Regions from separate parts of the Mus musculus genome. Here regions 2, 3 and 4 are each linked to region 1. Evidence: chromatin contacts called from public Hi-C and promoter capture Hi-C data. All regions are on one chromosome and are shown on one strand. Each heading gives the region's core, a stretch centred on a gene start, on an enhancer-like site or on the middle of the called end of the contact. The rest is flanking DNA. Distances are from core to core; before and after follow the strand shown. Region 1 holds the start of Atf6 (activating transcription factor 6). Region 2 holds the start of Tagln2 (transgelin 2). Region 3 holds the start of Dcaf8 (DDB1 and CUL4 associated factor 8). Region 4 holds the start of Slamf6 (SLAM family member 6).

Evidence for each region. Promoter capture Hi-C pulls out the DNA fragments that hold promoters and counts their contacts. A called contact is a pair of places that touch in the nucleus more often than the background predicts. Capture Hi-C pulls out chosen DNA fragments and counts their contacts.
Region 2: a contact with region 1 is called in a promoter capture Hi-C map of pre-B cells, with 2.9 times the contacts expected there. The contact joins the promoter of Tagln2 here to the promoter of Atf6 in region 1.
Region 3: a promoter capture Hi-C map of liver shows a contact between it and region 1, with 2.1 times the contacts expected there. The contact joins the promoter of Dcaf8 here to the promoter of Atf6 in region 1. A contact is called at or near these places in 2 of 39 promoter capture datasets (both in liver), 1 of 484 Hi-C or Micro-C datasets (B cells) and 1 of 9 other capture datasets (liver).
Region 4: a Hi-C map of B cells shows a contact between it and region 1, with 7 read pairs. The contact joins the promoter of Slamf6 here to the promoter of Atf6 in region 1. A contact is called at or near these places in 1 of 39 promoter capture datasets (pre-B cells) and 1 of 484 Hi-C or Micro-C datasets (B cells).

Annotation. Positions count from the first base shown.
Region 1 is chr1:170,866,290-170,869,526 of GRCm38.p6, forward strand. It overlaps Atf6 (activating transcription factor 6), which reads right to left and starts at 1,482. Exons shown (of 16, transcript NM_001081304.1): 1 at 1,361-1,482. The coding sequence starts at 1,412. It overlaps Gm9929 (a long non-coding RNA gene), which reads left to right and starts at 1,541. Exons shown (of 2, transcript XR_003948181.1): 1 at 1,541-1,625; 2 at 2,292-3,237.
Region 2 is chr1:172,498,460-172,501,696 of GRCm38.p6, forward strand. Tagln2 (transgelin 2) reads left to right here and starts at 1,787. Exons shown (of 5, transcript NM_178598.2): 1 at 1,787-1,873. It overlaps Igsf9 (immunoglobulin superfamily, member 9), which reads left to right. Exons shown (of 21, transcript NM_001145800.1): 21 at 1-418. The coding sequence ends at 79.
Region 3 is chr1:172,146,270-172,149,506 of GRCm38.p6, forward strand. Dcaf8 (DDB1 and CUL4 associated factor 8) reads left to right here and starts at 1,746. Exons shown (of 14, transcript NM_001357204.1): 1 at 1,746-2,069; 2 at 2,980-3,052.
Region 4 is chr1:171,915,865-171,919,101 of GRCm38.p6, forward strand. It overlaps Slamf6 (SLAM family member 6), which reads left to right and starts at 1,598. Exons shown (of 9, transcript NM_001347186.1): 1 at 1,598-1,928. The coding sequence starts at 1,844. All of the region lies in intron 1 of Gm37065 (predicted gene, 37065), which reads right to left.

The sequences.
Region 1 (3,237 bases), core at 232-2,731:
AACATATCTAAGTAGACTTGTTAAGAACATTAGCATTAGGAAGAATCTAGGCTTGGGGGGGGGGGGGGGAGCAAGTGTTACAGAGTAGAAAAACCAGAGGCACAGACTTCAAAGTTAGATAAGCCTGGTTCTGATCCTACTTTATCACTTACTCGTCTAAGACTCAGAGAACAGATTCTGTCAACCTCTGTTTCAACATCTATAGGATGGCGGGACCTCATTGGACTGTTATGAACATAACATAAATAACACATGTAGTGTGCTTAGCAAAATAAAGTCCTAAACAAGTGACTGCTGTTACTATAACAAAAGCATTTAGCTGGGGAAATGAACTGGAGAATGAACATTTAAAGGTTTTTTTTTTCCAGAAAGTTGTCAAAATCGGCCCAAAGATTAAAATAAACCTTTTATAGATTGTAATTGTAGAGAGCATCTGCCACTGTTAAATTAAACTAGGATTCCAACACTTCCTAGTTGAGGGCCCACTCATGTTATAGTGGAATGTTAGTCCATGAAAAAAAAGTGTCCCCAAAACTGAAGGACAATGTAGTCTCACTACAGGATCCATTGAGCCACCTACAGAACTCCATTCACATATTAACACACATAATCCTGTTAACATTCTGTCTTGAAATCGAGAAGGGACTATCAGCTTTCTCTAAGGATTTGGATGCCAAAGCTTGTTCCTTGTCATTCTCTGGTCCATCCTTCCTGAACACTAAAAATAGACTTAACAAGAGATTTCAGAGCTGTGTTTGGACAGCAGTCAGGATTACATCAGTTTGTGTTAGATCTAGTAATCAGGGACACGAGGTCAGGTGCTTGGGAGAGTTTCTTCTTTGCCAATTTGGATCTATGTCTTAAACCAACAGTTCAAGCTGGGAGCCAAGGATTTTCTTCTGTATTTTAACCAAGTTTTCTCAACATATCTCGTACACGTTCAGTGCGCGCGCGCGCACACACACACACACACACACACTCACACACACACATACACACACACACACTCAGCGCTCCCCAGCCACACGCCCACAGTCTGAGAAAATAGCTTGGAGCCTTTGGGGCAGCTACAATCATCATCCTACTAAGTTCTGGTCCCTCACGATCACCTGGAATTTCCACCAGGAACACACGCTGAAAAACTACAGCAATTTCAATTAGAACATCATTCCATTATTGCTACGGCCAGGACAGAAGCCCAGAGGCTCTGCCAGCCTCTTCTACGACCCTCAACCCGTGGCCTCGCTCCCCGGACACGGGTCGTCCACACCTGTCACCGCCACCGGGCGGAAATCGGGAGGAGAAAAAAACCCGCAGACGCGGCCCGACCTAGCTCGGGTACATTCGCAGATCCACTCACCCCAGTCTTCATCTGGTCCATGAGGAAGAACCGGACTAAAAGGCGACTCCATGGCGCCGGCAACACAAGCCGGCTTCCCCGAAACAGACACCTCTCCCTCACAACTCGGATGGGTGAGTAACCTGAAACGGCGGCGGCCGGAGGACAAAATAAGCTGAACGCTGACACGGACGGTGGCCGGGCGGAGGCAAACTATCTCACCGCACGCGGGAACTGGGATCCAAAGCTAAGGAGACGTCAGCAGATAAGCAAACTCAATAGACTTGTGAGTAAATATTTCCCTACGAGGATTTCAGCACTTTCTGTCCCGCTGTGGGGTTTTGTGGTTGTTCTTTTTTGTTTCTCTCTCCCTCTCTCTCTTTTTTTTTTTAAATTGAGCGAAGAGCACGCAGATTTTACCGCTTTGTTAAAATTCGCTGATAGTACTAAAACTGAAAAGTCTCCTGATCATAGTGGCTTGTTCTTTGTGCTTAATACTACGATATAGACATCTCAGAACGAAATTAGAAATTGACAGTAAACCTGATTCTGTATTTATAAATGCTTTTCAATCGCTGTAAAAATTTTCCACGTACACGGTAAATAAAGAAAAATACAAATTTCCGACATGTGTTAGAACCACTCCTTTACTGGGACAGAATCCGAGGTAAACTTTCTCACAAATAATACTTGTAGAAAACCCACCTTCAAACAAATTTAAACAAAGAAAATATATAAGATAAATTCTCCATGTCCGCACTTACCTCCTAAAGAAGAGTTTCTAAAACTCGCAATAAGCTGTCAATCTCTTATTACTAAAATCCAAAATTCTAAATATTTTTAGAGAAGAATCATGCATCACGGATTCCAACTGGAAAATGTGAGCAATTTGAAACAACAGTTTCGAGAACCTACTTAGTGTTGTTTACTTTTCGGTTTTACTCGATTTCAGTAGCCAGGGACTGCATTCAAACCCAGACGGTGAATGAACACGGATCCCTCTAGGACCGAGAGGAACTTTTCCCATGGTTACAAACAAACATAAATGCTTCCCAGAATCCTCCGAGCTCCTCGTGGCTGCGGTTACTACCGATTGCGATTGCGGAATGCAACAAGGTGAGAGGAAAGCCAGGTCAGAATTCGTGAAGTCCGGCTGGGACCACACCCGCATACACACGTGCAATGCACCGCCCGCGCGCACATACATACATATATACATACACACACATACATACACACATACATACACACATGCATGTGCAATACGCAGCACGCGCGTGCACATACATGCATACATACACGAACACACGCACACTCGCGATTCTGAAGTCCCCCTACGACAAATGACATTCCTTTCGTCGTTGGAATTATATATATATAAATTTTAAAAAAAAAATTTTTTTTTCGAGACAGGATTTCTCTGTGTAGCCCTGGCTGTCCTGGAACTCTGTAGCCTCAGAAATCCGCCTGCCTCTGCCTCCCGAGTGCTGAGATTAAAGGCGTGTACCACCACCGCCCAGCCTTTAGTCCATTTTTTATATTTACTTTTACCATGTTTAAACCTGTTTGTAAATATATATGTTGAGTGTTGGGGAATTTCTTTTTTAATTCACATAAATGTATAACACGGAAATGTTCTCCAAATTATTGTCACTAGGCATTCATTACTCTTTGAAGCTCTCTCGGGGTTTTAATTTCTACATTCCCTTAAATACATAGCATCATACTTGTTTACCTGAGACGGACATCTGGGTCTTTGAATTGTTTACCAGTACATAAGATATATTCTCTGCAACTCTGCCTTTCACATGTGTGCTGGGTCACTTGCTAAATTAGCAGTTTACATCCTCACCAACATATACGCCAAGACTAGATATGATCAGACTTTTACAATTTCT
Region 2 (3,237 bases), core at 537-3,036, 1.6 Mb after region 1:
ACGCAGGGATGCTACCAGGGCCCGGCTACCAGCCTATCAGCAGTCCATCTCTTACCCTGAACAGGCTACTCTGCTATGAGCCCGCTTAGTGTGAAACTAAGAAAGGCTTATATGGATTTGCAAAGGAGTCCAAGACTTTGGCTCCAAGCTGGGGCACTGCCCCTACCTCTCTGTGTCTCGGTGGCCTGGTGGTAGGCTTGAGTGAGCTTGGTATAGAGTTGGATGTACTGACTCTTTAATTAGTCTGGGAGCTGAACAGGAATGTGTGTGTGTGTGTGTGTGTGTGTGTGTGTGTGTGTGTGTGTGTGTGTGTGTGCGTGCGCGCGCGCAAGCGCGCGTTCGAAAGTGGTGTTTATGGTGTGGGTGCAGGTTTCTTTTTTTTAAAAAACAGGTGAATAATAAATGTCTGGAAACCGTTTCTCTGTCACCTCTCTTTGTGTTTAAGAGAGATGAGGAAGTCCCTGGATATGTACAGAGAGGGTTCTGAATGGGACACATTCAACAGTCATTCAAGAAAAAAGTTGTTGAGTGCCTAGTAGAGATCTGCTGTTAGGCCAGAAGCCATGAGAAAATAGAGAAATCACTGGGATAATGCCTTTGTCCTTGGGGAGTTCTCGCTAGTCACTGAGGCCAACTACGCACTGTGATAAAGCTGTAAGCTGGTTATCACATTGGCACAAAGAGTTCAGTTTGAGTCAATATTTAGTAAATACTTAAAACATGTGGGGATTCCTGGGACACTCACAGGAGACTGCTCAGAGTTCTTTCCATGTCCCGTCCACCGCCCGGAGTTTATTTTGTAGACTGGGCACGGCAACTAAAGCCAAAGGTGCTTTTGTAATTGACCAGAAGCCACACAAGCAGGTAACAGGCAGAGCAGGTGACGGGGCAGTGAAGGAAACCCACTTTCGGGCAGAGGAACACCCTAAAGGCACAGGGGACTGAAACTTGACATTCTGTGGGTCTGAGCGGGACTTTGGGGAATAGAGAAGTCAAAGGTCAGGGTGGAACTGGCTGCTGTTCTTTTAAATATCAGGCTCAACGGGGGACTCCATAACGTGAAGAAAGAAAAACACTGGTGGGTTTTAAATGGGGAACTCCGCTAACTACAGCCTGAAAAAGTAGGTGTTCTGGACACCCCTCAACTATTGCTCTTCACTCTTAAGGGGTAGAAAAGTGCCTGCCAACTTCCTCCACTAAGCCCCCGCCTCCAACCCTCCAAGATCTAAGAAGAAATGTCAATTTATTAAATGGGAGATGGAAGGGAGAGAGAGAACTGGGTCTGAATCCCAGGTCCCAAGCCCTACCACACCCTCAAGGCCCCGGGCAAGGAGTGACCTCACTGTTCTTTTTTTTTTTTTGCCCGGGCTTGAAGTTAAATGGCAAGCAGAACCACGTGGGGGTGCTGTCCCAGCCTGTAAGCACCAGACCTATTACTCCTTACTCTATCCTGTAGGAAGGCGCTTCCTGGACCTGAATTTACAAAAGGCCGGCCTTTTTGTAATAGTAGGCTTCTCATAGAAACAGGCCTGCGATCCTGAGCTAGCTAGTCTAGGCAGAAAGTTTCCTATTAGGATACAAGTCTATGGCTGGTGAATGCAGGTTGAGGATCCCCTGGGCGGAGACCTTTTGCAGCGGCGCCAAGGACTCCGCAGGTCCTTTACGGCTCATTCCTGCCTACTGACCACCTATCTTAAGCGCTCCAGCATTCCACGCGGCGGCGCCTTTAAACCCTCTTGGCCCTTGCCCCGCCCCTGGTCCGCCCCGTCTGAGGCGGGACCCCCCAGAAAACTCCAAGCCCGGCCGGGTCTTGAGCTCCACTCGCCGCTGCAGCCCCTGTCGTGCGTGCGCTCTCATCCAGCCCTCTTGGACGGTGAGCAGGACTGAGGGACCAAGGCAGCGGGGTGGGAGTTGGGGATTATGTGTGTGGTCTGTAGAAAGCAAGAAGCCAACACTTGAGACTTGCTTCTGGGAGCGTGGGGGTTGAAGACTGGCGGACGCTGGGGTCCCAACTGGGTGCCCCGCCCCGTGCTGTCAGGTCCGGTTCCCAAGCCTTCTCTGCATTGTTCAGCAGTTAAGCAAGGCAAGTTTTACGGGTGCACAAGACGGGGCGTCCGTCCCGACCCAAGAGGTCTGGTCCCAAGCCCCAGCCGTTTGCTCCAGCGTTGAGTTCTCTTTGGGGGGAGAAGGAAGGAGGGCGTCGGACGTCCGCAGGCTGCTGAGTGGCCGCAAGAACTAGGTTCTGGCGCGCGCTCCGGTCCATGAATTTACCGCGCGCCCCTTTCACTTCCTGGTCCAGGAGCACGTGTGGGTACTGCCTGCCTTCTGTGACCCCGAGACCGCCCTTTTGCCCCCCTCCTGCTAGTTCGTTTGTCCGGGTACTCGGGGTCACAGGTCTCCGGGAGTTATTTGCACAGTAGCCTGGTCTTCTGTGAAACCCCCTTCTTCTCCTGGAGCGCCTTTGACCTCGGACATCTCCGGGCTGCAGCCCTGACTGCACTCGGATGTGCCCTGTCTGTAGGGGTTGGCTGCTATCCAAACTCTCTTACCCTAGCCTGAGACCCGCTGCCCCCTCCCGTGCCCCCTGCTGCTGGGAAAGCCGGTGGTGGCCGCGGGCGGGCGGGCGGGCTGCCCAGACCTGCGTCACCCCAGTGGCGGGAGGGCGGTGGGTGACTCATCCACATTAACGGCCCAGGCAGGGTGTGGCCGTGGGGGTGGGGGGGACGGCCGAAGGGGCTGGACCGGAAGTAGATTACCTCCTTTTTGGGCTCTGCAGGCCTACCTGTGTTCCTATCCGAGAGGTTCTGGGATACGTGGTATCTGTGGAGCAAAAGCAGCGGTGATGGCAAGTGGAGGTGCGGTGTAGGAGACCAGTGGCTGGACGGGTCTCCTTGTTCCCTAGAGCAGTAGTCAGGGATAGCTCATCTCTAAGCTTCTCCCATTTTCTCTTCCCTGTAGCTCAGGGTACACCTCAGGCTTTGGGCCAAGGTAAGGAGGGGTGAGCAAGGTGTTAACGTTCCAAAGCCGCAAATAATCTTTGTCCTTGCGATCCCCTTGCACACCCTTGGTGTCTATGCTGGTCCCCAGGGGATTGGCCCCTAGTCAGTGTTCACCCCATGGCTTTGTCCTTCGAGATTGCCAGGTGTGGGCTTTTTAAGCAAAAAAAAAAAAAAAAAAAAAAAAAAAAAAGTCTTTCCTACCCAGGGTATGTCTTCTTTGATTCTCTACCCACAAACT
Region 3 (3,237 bases), core at 496-2,995, 1.3 Mb after region 1:
GACTGTAAAGCTCCTTCAGAAGAACAACCCCATAGATGAGAGAAAGCACCTCGGTTTTCTATAAGGATCTTTTTCAAGGTCAAATTACTTCCAAAAAAGCCGGGAAGTGGTGGCGCACGCCTTTAGTCTTGGCACTTGGGAAGCAGAGGCAGGCAGATTTTTGAGTTCAAGGCCAGTCTGGTCTACAAAGTGAGTTCCAGGACAGCCAGGGCAAGGAAACCCTGTCTGGAAAAACAAACAAAACAAAACAAAAACATTACTTCCAGGAAAAAAAACTCTTCATTCTGATGTCTACCCTAAACAGTGAAAAACAATTATTTTATTCTACTGCCTACCCTGGATATAATGATCCTACTAGATTTTTCTGCTACAAATAAGAATGCTCCAGCCTGCTAGCTAGGAGTAATCTGGAATCCTAGAATCCTGGTTAGGTTTCCTTTAGGTGTCAGCAGAAAGTAGTGTACAGAGGTTACCTAAAACCAGCAACCTGCAGAGTTATGTGGCGTATCCATGTTTTAGCTGTATTTTCACAACAGCTAAATTATGAATAAACCTAGATATTTATCAACAGATGAATGAATTAAAGAAAATATAGAATATATACACAATAGGATCCATCAACTATGAAGAATGAAATAGTATTTGCAGATTATAAACAACATAAGTTAGACTCAGAAAGACAAATATGGCATGTCCTCTCCCATATGCAGAATCTGGATTTAAGTTCATGTATACATATGTCTATTAATTACACACACGTATTCATATTTAACAACAAAGTAGACAGGAGACTGAGAGGCAAGGAAGAGATATAAAGAGAGTTGAAGGAAAGCTAAGAAAAGAGAATGGAGTATACACTAGTCACAAAACTTAGTGGTAGTTATTGGAGGAAGGTAACCAAGAAGGGGAAAATGAGTGGGAAGGGGGCCATGAAGAAACAGGCATGACACATACATATGAAAATGCCACATGGAAACCTATTGCGTGTGTGTGTGTGTGTGTGTGTGTGTGTTGGGGATCGGGGAAGGACTTATTCTAGCCCCGAACTTACTATCCGTTGTTCTAGGTTGACCTCCAACTTGTGTATATCCTGTCTCAGCCTCCTGAGTGCTAGTTTGTAACCTGTTAGTTTGTATGCTCATTTAAAAAATTAAACTCTGCAGCGTTGAGCGCCTTTAATCCTAATCCCAGCGCCTGAGAGGCAGAGGCAGGTGGGTGATCTCTGTGAGATCTACAGTTCCAGGACAGCCCGGGTAGAAAGATCCTGTTTCAAATGAATAAATAAATCCTGTTTCTAAGCCGTGTCACTCCCACCCCCAGGTGTGGGGATCAAACTTTTAAAACTTTTAGACCCTTAGGAAGCATTCCAACATCCCCAAACCTTAGTGACTCTTTTAAACAAATGGACAAATGGGTGCTGGCAGAAGGCCTCTTAAGAAGCCATTGAAGGAAATGCAGCTTTGAGCCTGAAAGGAGAAAGGGGTTTTTCTTTAAACAAGGAAACAAACAAACAAAAAAATATGGCAAGAATTAGAACCTCAGGCCTGGAGGACACCTAGAAGTTTGCCTGCCAGAGCCTTTGGAATGAGGTTCATTTTCCGGCACAACTCCAAGGAGCCCCTAGATCGCATGTGTTTTGAATACCAGGAGACAAGCCATCACTCTCAAAGTACGAAAACAACTTGACTCCTCCGCCCCGCGCACGCGCCCCTCGCGGCTTCGGTTGGCCCGAGGCTCCGCCCCTTGTGCGGCCACCGGGAGGGTTGGGAGCCCAGAGCTCGCGGGACCGCTCTCGCTCAGTCTCCTCCAGCACAGCGTCGCAAACCCCGCCGGAAAGCGTGACGGCGCAGGCGCAGGCGCGGAGACCCGAGACGGTGGTGGTGGCTGCCGCTGGCCAGTGTAAGATGGCGGCGGCGTTGGTGGCGGCAGTGGACGGGGCGGCTGGGCCTGGAACAGTCGGAGCATCCGCTGGCAGAAGGATGACCCTAGATGGGAAGCGGGCTGCCGGGCCTCGCCAGCTCCCGTGCTTGTAACTGCCCCAGCCGGACGCCCTCCCCTTGACCTACCGGGTCCGTGTTTCGTCCGGCTCGGCCTGTTCCCCCCTCTCCCTGACCGCTTCCCCGCAGGACAGGCCCGATCCCTTTCCTAAAACTCCCGGACTTTAAGTCTTACTCCCCTCCTCCGAGTCGGTGCTGGGAGGACTCGTCCTCTGCCCGGGTCGGTCCACGGGGTTGCCCCCTAGGGCCAACCCCATGACTCACAGGGGCTTCTCGTTCGTCCGGTGACCCATTCGTAAACTCTCATTTCTCCCTTTATAATTTGGGGACCCGGCTCTGTTGGCGTCTCCTAGTCACTTCAGGGCCACCGCGCAGTGTGCCCCCTTCCCCCATCCCAAGATCTCAGGCCCAGCACCTCGTACGGAAGGCCGAGGTCCAAGAAACTGGCAGTCTGTTCTTGAATGCTTTGTGATCTAGTTCTCTTAATGTACTTCCCCTCCCCGTGTCCCGAAATCTTTTAGGACACCTTAGAACGGTCCCGCTTGGTCCTTATTAGTTGGAAAGCATCTGGCGGCTTGAATTTCTGACTCATGATTGTTGGTGTAGTCTGTAAACAAACCCGCACTAGAGCGATCACATTCTCCCGCGGATTCTCCCCTCCCCCCCCCTGCTCCGGAGTTTGCTTGAGACGGGTGGTTTGGTTTAAGAGTTGAAAAGATACAGGTTTTCCTCATAAGTGACTCTTTAGCCTTGGTGGAGCTGGGAGATAACTTTGCCTGGCGTTTAAATCTTGTGTTAATCCTTTGTGTTTCCATTACGGGCATGGGTTTTGTTCAGTAGTCAGAATTGAGTTAGGTAAGTTGTTTTGGTTTTAAATAGTTGTGAGGAGACTTTAAAAAAAAAAACATTAAAGTGTGGTCATAAATATTTTGGCTACTTTCAGAAGAGACGCCTTTGCCATGTAAACTTTCACTTTTCTCAGTTCTTCAGCGAACCTCCAGACCAGTTTTCTCAGGATCTTGGGCCTGACTTCGGTCGGCGATAAAAGCAGGAAGGTGAGTGGCATTGAAGGCGTTTAATTCCTCAATTCAAGACCCTTTCCTCATGCGAAAGTGCAGACCGCTAAACTCAACAATTGTTACCCCTGTTTCCGCAAGTTTGGATATTGTTAGCAGCTTTGTTACAATTTTGGTTAAATTTCTTACAAATTTAATTGGCTGTATTTTGACCTGCTGCCCGA
Region 4 (3,237 bases), core at 348-2,847, 1.0 Mb after region 1:
GGTTTCCCCTCCAAGATGTCCATCGGCTTCAGTTGCATGTCTTACTCATATCAGACACACAACTGGCACTACAGCAAGGAGGCACAAGTTCCCATATAACCAGAGAAGAGTAATCATATACGGATTGCCGAATGGATGTTCCACCTTCGGTTGGATCATGCACTGTAGCCTGTGTCTCACACATAGCAGAGGGTCATGTGACCCCTCCTCTCAGACACAACTTTGTTTTGTTTCTCCCGGTTCAGGCACCAATTGTGACTCCCCCCCCCCCCCTGGGGAGATTTGAGCAAGTATCTCTAATCACCTCATATAGGACTGAGAACAAAACAAAGAAACAGCCCTCACAAGTCCGGATTAGTTCTTTGAGGTTACTGACAGGTGCACGGATGAGGGGTTATCTGTAGGCGTGGGGGTGGTTCAAAGGCATTTGCATACCTGACAGCCCACTCTCAGAGCACCATCAATGACCTAATACTTTTCTACTTGGACCTTCTCAAAGTTGCCACCACATCTGCATCAACATACTGGAGACCAAGCCTCCAGCATCCGAATCTTCCGAGGTCAGAACCACAGGGATTGGGGCAAAAAAAAATAACAACTGAGCCACATTATAAACGAGTAAGATCTGACAAGCATTACAGAAGATGGCACAGACAAGGTGAACATTTTCTCAAGTGCGTAGAGAGGACACGATTTAAGTCTCTCTAAAAATTTCTAAGTTAAAATCATTCAAGGTATTTCCTTTCTTTTTCAAGGTATTCTTCTCTCATATATATTACATCCCTGACAGCAGTTTCCCTCTCTCCTCCCTCCCAGTCTTTCCCCTCCCCCCTTACTTCCCCCAACACCTCCCTCAGCCCCCTCCATCCAGTTCTCTTCCTTTTCGCTCCAGAAAAGAGCAAGTCTCTCAGGGATATCAACCAAACAAGGCATATCCAGTTGCAATAAAACTAGGTACCTCCCCTCATAAGGACTAGGCAACCCAATAGGAGGAAGAGTCCCAAAATCAGGCAAGAGTCAGAGACAGCCCCCTATCCCACTGTTGGAAGTCCTACTAGAAGACCAAGCTACATAATCATTATATATATAATATATATATATATATATATATATATATATAGCACCTAGGTTAGAACCATGCAGGGTCCCTAGTTGCCACTTCAGTCTCTGTGAGCGCCCCATGAACCCAGGCTAATTGATTCTGTAGGTTTTCTTGAGGTGTCCTTGACCCCTTTGTCTCCAACAATCCTTCCTCCACCTCTTCTGCAAGATTCCCCAAGCTCCACAGGATGTTTGACTCTGGATCTCTGCATCTGTTTCCATCAGTTGCTGGGTGAAGCCTCTCTGATGACAACTGGGCTAGGCTCCTGCCTCAAGTATAGCAGATTTGTTTTGCTATGGTTGGTTTGTTTGTTTGTTTGTTTGTTTGTTTGTTTGTTGTGTCTCTGGGCTATCCAGCCTCTGCTTCATGGCTCTCCACACAGTATCAGGAGTGGGCTCCCCGTCCTGGCATAGGTCTTAAGATGGACCAGTCACTGATTGGCCACTCCCACAATTTCTGTGTCACCTTTACCCCAGCACATCTTGCTGGCAAGACAAATCATAAGTAGAAGGTTTTTGTGGCTGGGTTGGTGTCCCAGTCCCTCCACCAGAAGTCTTGCCTGGTTACAGAAGATGGCCCGTTCAAGTTCCACGTTCCCTACTGCTAAGAGTCTTAGCTTACAAAAGATATTCTTGTAAGCCAAGTGTGAAGTTAATCACGACAACCAAAGGTTTGCTAACATAGAGGAAGAGCTCTCATCAATAGGGGAACAGAAAGTCTCAGCGACAAGCTTATGAAAGAATGGCTGTCTCAAGGGCTCCAGCACCCGACTCCGCCTGTCAGAGGATGGTCTGGCTCTTTCCACTTGTCTTCTGCCTCGGCTCAGGTAAAAAACGTCTGTGGAAACTGATTGAGTCACTGAGTGAGTTCCTTCTTTGGAATGCCTTGCTCCTCTTGGTCAGGTTGACTGCCCAGTTCTCTATTCAGAGACTTAGAAAGCTCACCGTGGTCCTAGCGAACTGCTTCCCGCAGACTGCCACGGGACTGATTCAGAGCAAACACTTCGGCTGGGGGCCAAGGGGAAGGGAAGTGTTTTCTGAGATATGGAAAATGAGTCTTTGTAAGTCAGGACTGTTCGTGACCAGCGTATTGTGGTACAAAAATAAGTTTAAGCGGGAAAAAGATCTACAATTTAACTACTGTGATACTGTGCGACTTCAGGGGGCTTCATTATCTTTCCCGAGCTTCACTCTTCGCTCAGATACTGAAAACCCACCAACGCTTTCACACTGCAATTAGGAAGGGATTGACTGAGCCTGCTTCTTCTCCCTGCTATCTGGAAAGCTCTCACTGTCTTTAAGAACTCAGAGGGTGCCTATCTGGACTGAAGCGTAGTGTTCTAAAACAGGAGATCAAGCAATGGCTACTAACACAGACCTAGCCCCGAGAGAATTCATTGAAGAAAAAAAAAAAGAACCAATAGGTAGCCTAGCATTTATTTTATTCCAGAAAATGAGCTAATTATTAAACATGCATTACATTTAGATGTCCATAACGTGTTTGTGAATTTATTCTATTAATAGCTACAAGTAACTTAGACTATGGCAATTTAAATAACTTTTGAAAATTCTATTAGTCATCAGGTAGCTGAAAAAAACCAATAAAAATAAAAACAAATCACTTGACTAAAACTTTCAGTAACAAACACCTGTGTGCATGCACACACACAAACCAAGACATACTGCAGATATAGAGCTATCTAGACAAATTGACAACAGAAAGAAAAAGAAAGCAAGGTTCATTAAGTCATTTGATAAACCATTCACTAAATGACCACTGAATGCACGGCACTGTGGGCGTTTCAGGAACTAAGTCAACACAATTTCTGTTCTGCGGAATTAACGTCTTGGCAGGGAAGATAAACTATAAACAGGTAAAATGTGCACTGGCTTAGGACAAATAATCTTGAAAAAATAAAGCAAAGAGAGAGGAGGGAGAACATTAACGTTGCGTCGTAGGCTGGACAGTCAAAGATAGGGATAGAATTAGGATGGAGGAGCTGACACAGGAGGAAGGTCGGCTCCTTTTCTGATCTATTTGTTTTATGTTATCAATGCAATGGCCAAGAGGAAATTTCCTGGAAGCAGGTGGAAACTGAGGCACAAGGCTAAAGCTGGGAATAGAGACTACGTCAA